2 separate regions of the Rattus norvegicus genome follow, and region 1 is linked to region 2. Evidence: chromatin contacts called from public HiChIP or PLAC-seq data. All regions are on one chromosome and are shown on one strand. Each heading gives the region's core, a stretch centred on a gene start, on an enhancer-like site or on the middle of the called end of the contact. The rest is flanking DNA. Distances are from core to core; before and after follow the strand shown.

Region 1 (3,720 bases), core at 668-3,167, 39 kb after region 2:
TCTTTCCTTAGCTGTTATGTGTCACTCAGGACACATACAGTAGACATTTTAGGAATGTCAACTGAATAACTTAGGGGTTTTTTTTCTACCTCTTCTAATCTGAAAACTCAATTGTATATGCATCAAACAGTCTGGGCTCGAGGAATTTAGGTTAGTCTGTAAGGAACAAAGAGCACCATGCACTTTCCACCTTTACACAGCAGCGCCCATTAAATAAAGAGTCCACCATCATACCATCAGAGCCCTGCAGTTTTCAGGCGGTTAACTTAGACACACCTTGCTTATTATATAGAATGGGCCCAAATAAAACATAATTGTATTATGATTCCACGTTAGAGATTCTCTATCAACTCCCATATTATCGTGACTAGACTGTAAAATATGCCAATTAAGAGTTCACAGTCGGGGGGTTGGGGATTTGGCTCAGTGGTAGAGCGCTTGCCTAGCAAGCGCAAGGCCCTGGGTTTGGTCCCCAGCTCCGGAAAAAAAAAAAAAAAAACAAAAAACAAAAAAAGAGTTCACAGTCGGAAATTCTGAAGCAACCTCAAAGCCAGACACAAACACAGTGGACCGCATTCGCATCTCAAGCACGTCCCAAAGTCTGGCTGAACGCGATCAGATCTATGCTGTTTCCAGAATCACACAGTAATGGGATTTTACCCCATTACTATAAATGTCAGTGGTAGTGAATATCAGAGTACATGGAAAAAATACAAAACAAAAGATTCCCTGTGCGGGAGGTCCTCCTCTCTGCGGTGTACCCCAGGGACCCCTCCATGCGACAATACGAATTTCACCACACTCCATGGGGAAGCAGGGTCAACATCCACCTGGCCTGGTGGAAAACACGACTGCCAAACATTCCCATCTCTAGGCAAATGCGAAACCGAGTGCAGTCGGTGGAAAGTTCCCATCCACCATATGCACATTTCCTTGGGGTGGATGGGGGTGGTGGGGAACACCACAACTGCTGAGACTGGCTGATGCACCTGCCACCGCTCCTAGACTGGGCTTCTCAGAGACCCCGAGGCGCGCGCGTGTATACACACACACACACACACACACACACTCTCACACACTCGCTCACGCCCGCCCTTGACCCTTCCCAGGCCGCGATGTAGCATCCCTTTCTCGCTGTCCAAACCGCCGGCTTCCCTGACAAAGGCCCTGGTGTCAATCCGAGGCACTGCACAGACAGGTTGCAGAATCGCTTATGGTGGAGGAAGCCTGGCAGCTGTCACTCCAGTCTCCCCAACACACAGGCACGCACACGCACGCACATAAAATCAACACAGGGCTGGGGCCGAAAAGAAGCAGAGCCTGTGCAACCGTTCAAAATACAAAAGGTCTCCGGAGCGCAGGCACCTGGGCGCGCCCGCCAAGAGACTCCCGGTGCGTGGGGGAGGGGAGCCGCCGGGCGGCGGCTGCCGGGGCTCCAGGCCGCGGCCCGAAGATGCTCTCCAGAATCGCACACACCTGCGGCGGCCTGCGGGCTCTTACTCACCTCCAGGTCGGTGTCGGCGGCCTCCGGGGCGCCGAGTATCTCGCTGGGCAGCTCGGCCAGGTCGGTGACCCGGATAAGCCCGTCGTGCAGAAAGATGGTCTCCTCCTTCACCGAGAGCCACTGCGCCGAGTCCGCCGCCGCCGCCGCTGCCGCCGCCGCCGCGGCTGCCGACGAGCCCATGGTTAAGAGAAGGCGCTGCGGAGACCCTGCCGCTTCAGCAACCCATGGCCGACCGCCGCGCCCGCCTCGCCCGCGCGGCTCCGCCCTAGGCGTTCCGCACCGCCATCCCTCCACACGCCAACCCCGGCCCGGGAGACCCCGGCCCCGCCGCCGCCGCCGCCGCCGCCGCCCTGACGAGCAGGATCCGCCTCTGCCGCTCCGCAGCCAACTGTCAGTAAGACGCCATCTTGGGGGCGGGGTTCCCGGCATGCCCCGCGGGGTGGACAATACAGGCCCCGCCCTCCTGTCTGTCTAGCTCCGCCCACATCCCCGGCCGGCTTTATAGCCAAGCTGCTGGGGCTCAGAGAAGCCCCTTCCCATGCTATCTGAGGCTGTCTGTGGCTTCGAGAGAAGACGACCCTGTTCCCCATCCCTCCTTACTCAGATGTGCACCCTTTGCTCAGGCCAGAGCTCATTCTGGAAGGATTATGGAGGGTCAACACTGTTATCTGTTAAATGAGAGAGAGATTCAGGAGTCTTTCCTAAGACGTTGGGTAGTTCAGTCTTAGAGGGTTAGCCTAGAATGCCTGAGGTCCTGTGTTCCATTTACAGCACAATAAGTAAACAAACAAAACAGACCTGGTGGTGAATGCCAACTGTCCTAGTGCTAGGAAGACAGAAGTGGGAGGACCATTGCAAGTTGCAGGCTAGCCTGGTCTACATATCAAGTTTCAGGCCAATCTGGGCTACATAAGGTGTTACAGGCCAGCTAGGCCTATGTAGGCCCCCCCCCTTTTTTTTAAATACATAAAACAGTAAGGAAATTATATAAAATACTGAAGGCTGATATATAATGGACATTATGCACTTGGTCATGAGAACTTGATAAAACTCACAGTCAATGGTTAGTATTTACAGAAAAAAAAAAGTACAAAGAAACAACTGACATCTGATGAAAATAAAGTGTCTATCAATGAATGCCCTTCGGCTGGAGAAATGGTTGACAAGTTGACACTGGTTGCTCTTCCAGAGGACCGGGGTTCAATTCCCAGCACTCAGAGGGTAGCACACAACCATTTATAACTTCAGTCCCAAGGGACCTCGCATCCTCTTCCGGTCTCCAAGGTCACTGCATAGATGTGGCGCATACATGCAAGCAAACATTCACATGCATAAAAAAAATTAAAATTAAAATTAAACAAAAGCGATGCTTTCCTTCCAGCTCCCGGCTTTTTAATCATGCTCCGTTAGTGAAAATGACAAGCTTTGTCATCTTCAACACTGACATGCACCTTTCCAAACATGTGTACTTACCAGGCTTGCCTTTAACCCCAGAGCTCAGGAGGCAGAAGCAAGATGACCTCTGTGATTTCCAGGCCAGCCAAAGCTACATAGCTCCAGGACAGCCAGGCCTGCATAGGGAGACCCTGTCTCAAAAAAACAAACATCCAAAAGGATGTGGCTATCTAGCTACCTCTCACACATTCAACAAGTGTTTCGTGATCCCTTCTGCCGGACCCTGTTCTTGGTGTGGGGTTTTACAGACACAAACGCAGCAAGAATACCTGCTCTTGTGGAACCTGCAACCAGATGTGACAGAATGGAGCTGACATGCACCTCAGTGATGCAGTGATGCTCGCTTAGCATGCACACCCCATTCCCCTAACCCCCCCATCCCCACTGCACAACATCATTCCCTATCTCTGTAATCTTGGCACTCTGAAGATTCAGGCACCAGGATCCAGAGCTCAAGGTCGTCCTTGGCAACATAGCAAGAGCAAGGACAACCCAGACTATGTGAGACCCCGTCTCAAATCAGCAGCAACAGCAAGAATATGGAGCCAATAGCTCAGTGGTAGAGCGCTTACCTAGGAAGCGCAAGGCCCTGGGTTCGGTCCCCAGCTCCGAAAAAAAGAACCAAAAAAAAAAAAAAAAAAAATGGAGCCAAGCCACTCCTAGTATGCCTGTAATCTCAGCATTCAAGAAGCCAAGACAAGAGGAGAACCAGGAGTTTGAAGCTAGCCTGGGCTACACAGTGAGACCTTGCCTCAAAAAAC
Region 2 (3,417 bases), core at 169-2,668:
AAAAAATTACGAGTACTCTAAACAACACACCCTCCACCTAAACACAAAAGCAGACACACTAGCCTGACAGCCACCTCAGGAACCCCCCAGGAGGGAGAATAAAGAGTAAAGCCCACACAGAGGCTCGAGCACATTGCTTGAGCACTTCTTGGCGCACACAGCAAGTCGTGTGCTTCTCTGGCAGCCCAGGGCAGAGCGTCCTTGCTCCTCCCCAGCCCTCTCCAGAGAGGGCTGTAAGGGAATGGCTCTAGGCTGGGAGAGGCTGAACAGCCACCTCAGACTGCGCTCAGCCATGGGGCTGACCGGAGGGAGCCTCCTAGAGGGCTGGGAATGAAGAGGTGTGCTGGACAGGCTCTCAATCTATGGGGGATTTTCCTTTCTTATTCCTACTTCATCAGTTATGTAAGTTAGTGACATTGTTATACTGTTATGGTAAGTAATGTCATCATAATAACTGACGGCCAAGAGCAGTGACAGACCCATTAGGAAGCAAAGCTGTGCTGTCCAGGGGGACAGCAGTACACAGTGCTGAACAGAGCTGATGAGCCTGGGTGCTGATCTAAACAGATCCCATGCCAACGCAGAGGCCCAAGTCACCTGAAAAGTCTGGCAAGTCAATCACTTAACAGAGCATCTGCCATTTTTTGAGGAACTCATGTAAAACACGGGTATATGATCCTACAAAACTGTGTAAAAATATCCCAACACTGCCTACATTGGGTAAGGGACTTCACAGTTCAAGCTTCCTTGGGCCTTCTTTTGTTTTAGGACAGGAGGGACCATAAAAGAGCACAGTTAAGGAATAGAAGACATGGCATCATAGGGCGTGTCTGACCCTCTTACAAATGTCCACTGTGGGTGGCTACTGCACCTCTCAAACACTCGGGAGTCAAGTGAAGTAAGCCATGCCACCCTGCTAGGGTCACAGGAAGGCCTTGGCCTGGGACGGTCCCTGAGTGCCAGCCTTCAGACTTGCACTGGCCGAGCAAACAAAGAGCACTCTGTGCAGGATCTTGAGCTTCCCTGGCAGGAACAAGGGGCTGCACTAAAGCATTGGCTGCCGTGATCTGAAACCTCTCTTCTCGCACCCCAGCCTCGGGCCCAGGGCAAAGCCCTTGCGTTACCTTTGTTTTCAGAGCTGGAGCCAGGGTTGCTGTCCGGTGCTGGCAGCATGTCTTCATACCCCCACGATACTATGTGCTTGCCCCCAAGCAAACAGGAAGGGGATCCTGGCCCCCCTTCCAAAAGCAGCAGCCTGTGGGGGTGAAGGAGAACGGTAAGGATCTGAGCGTGTGTGTTCCAGAAACGAAGCCTACTTCCCAGCTCAGAGAACAGACACAAGTGGTTTAAATAGATATGCATGTGAGTGATGTTCACAGTGTATTTTAGTGAAAAATCACAAGGCAGTAATTACAAAGCGCTGGGCCAGGGAGACAGCACAGTGGACAAAAGCACCAGCTCTGCAAGATGAGGCCAGAGTCCAAGCCCTGGGAGCTGTGTAAAATGCTCTTTGGTGGTGCCCGCCTCTAACCCCAGCGCTTGCACACTGAGATCAGAGTGGTCAGGGAGCCTGGAGAGACCCTGACTCAGCACGGTGAGAAGGGGACAACTGGGTCCTGTCTGAGGCTCTCTTCTACACACACGCCACACCCAGGCAGACAAACAAAAATAAAAATTTTAACATGCTTAAAAGATTTCAATTTATCCGTGTATAAGCATACTCATTATATTTCTATTTATTTAGTTTTTTTGGTTTTACGTTTTAGTAATATTGCCTCATGTAGCCCAAGCTAGCCTTGATCTATCTGCCTCTATCTCCCGAAGGCTGGAGTGAACATGTGCCACCACACCTGGCTTTACATCCCCAGCCTAAATATATTATGCTTTATTAAACAGATAATGTGTATGAGGGAGAGAGACAGAGGCAAAGAAGGCCCTGTGTTAGGAGGAACACAGACATAATAATAAGATGGTGAGTGATTTCAATTCCTTCTTTACATCTGAACACAGTCATCTCATATTACAATATGAATTCATTACAGACTAGGACTTTTTTAAATTAAAAAATGAAAAGAATACACTCTAGGAACACTTTCATATCCCTTAGCAGTTAGCGATGATTCTGTATCTATTCAAAGCTATGAATTATTAATTAGGAAGATTTAATAATGTTTGTCCCTAAGAGCCTCTATGTTCTTCTTGTTTGGAAAAACAAGACAACTTATTTAATAGGTAAGGGACAACTTACCTATACAAAACATCGGCGACAGGCAGGGAGCCCAGCTCAGTCTGTCTCTGTAGCAGGTGAACTGTGTGGACAAAGGTCTTCAGGGATCCCCTAGAGAGAAAAGGAAGGGATGGAAAAGCCACCCACACTGAAAACCAAGTAAGTAGGCAGCCAGTGTTGATCTCATTAATCACAGGGCAAGGCTCCAAGACAGTCTCTCTGCTCTTATAGGTCAGAAACTGCACGATTCCCCCACCTTCACCACAACACTGGCTCTGGTAGAATATGAGTAGGCACACACAATTGCAACTGTGGAAGCGTTCTCCTTGCAGTCACAGAGATAAAAATTCCCATGGACACAAAAGGAAAAGCACAAGACTCAAGCACCAAGCACCGAGCACCTGGGAGGCCCCATATGACAGTCTGCGTCTGGTCCCACCTCATCCCCATAGAAGAGGATCTCAAGTCTAACACTGTGGCCAAGCTAATCCGTAATGTTGTTACGTTCATCCACTTCACAGGGTGTCTCACTTGCAGGAGTCACTACTCACTGATTTCCTCATGGTTCACAAAGCTAGAAGCTCTGGGGAGTCTGGGAGGTAAGCAGGATTGAAAAGAAGGGGCTTTCAAGATGCACAAGGCCGACCTGGCAGCACTCCAGGTAACCAACAGCACCTGCCTGGACTAATGACTGTCTGGATCTGATGAGCTGATTCTGCTTGCTGCCTTCTTCTCTTAGCCAGACCTTAATTGGAGGGTATCATGTGCCTAAACCTCAATAGAAATGGAGTACCCAACAGTAGACCTCGTAGGCTCAGGCTTTTTTTAATTTGCTCCTCGGTTCAAAGAACAGGACGAGGCAGGGAGGCAGCGCTGTATAAAGGCACCACCTGCAGCCTGGACTCGCTGGCAGTGAGACAGGGCACTGCCATTCACCACCACACAACTGTCACCTAAGCCCTGTCAATTTTTCTTCCTTCATCTGCTCAACAGGCACAGTGCCCTGGGAGAGCACCAAGACACACAGGGACAACGGCACCAACATTTGGAGAAGGTGAGCCACTAGCTGTACAGCATTCTAGCCTGCTGGGTTTAGTCCCATTTTTAAGAGGAATATGTAAAATTCTTCAATGGTTCTCAACCCATATATGATCTAGGCTAGACCGACCTCATCTCCTATCTCTTCCAGT

Evidence for each region. HiChIP or PLAC-seq counts read pairs in DNA pulled down with a chosen protein or histone mark.
Region 1: a contact with region 2 is called in an H3K27ac HiChIP or PLAC-seq map of oligodendrocytes, with 3 times the contacts expected there. The contact joins the promoter of Hectd4 here to the enhancer-like site in region 2. A contact is called at or near these places in 12 of 12 Hi-C or Micro-C datasets (the A7r5 cell line, the Rat2 cell line, Schwann cells and 7 more) and 1 of 1 datasets of contacts at active chromatin or transcription factors (oligodendrocytes).

Annotation. Positions count from the first base shown.
Region 1 is chr12:40,989,667-40,993,386 of GRCr8, forward strand. Hectd4 (HECT domain E3 ubiquitin protein ligase 4) reads right to left here and starts at 1,918. Exons shown (of 62, transcript XR_010056783.1): 1 at 1,505-1,918.
Region 2 is chr12:40,951,388-40,954,804 of GRCr8, forward strand. Hectd4 (HECT domain E3 ubiquitin protein ligase 4) reads right to left here. Exons shown (of 62, transcript XR_010056783.1): 3 at 2,249-2,338; 4 at 1,125-1,255. Among named protein-coding and RNA genes, the nearest start is that of Hectd4, 38 kb to the right of the region's middle. Within about 2 kb of position 1,419, at least 45 of the 93 cell types and tissues checked have an H3K27ac peak or open chromatin away from gene starts, as enhancers often do. A contact at or near this core is called in Schwann cells, where this site is marked.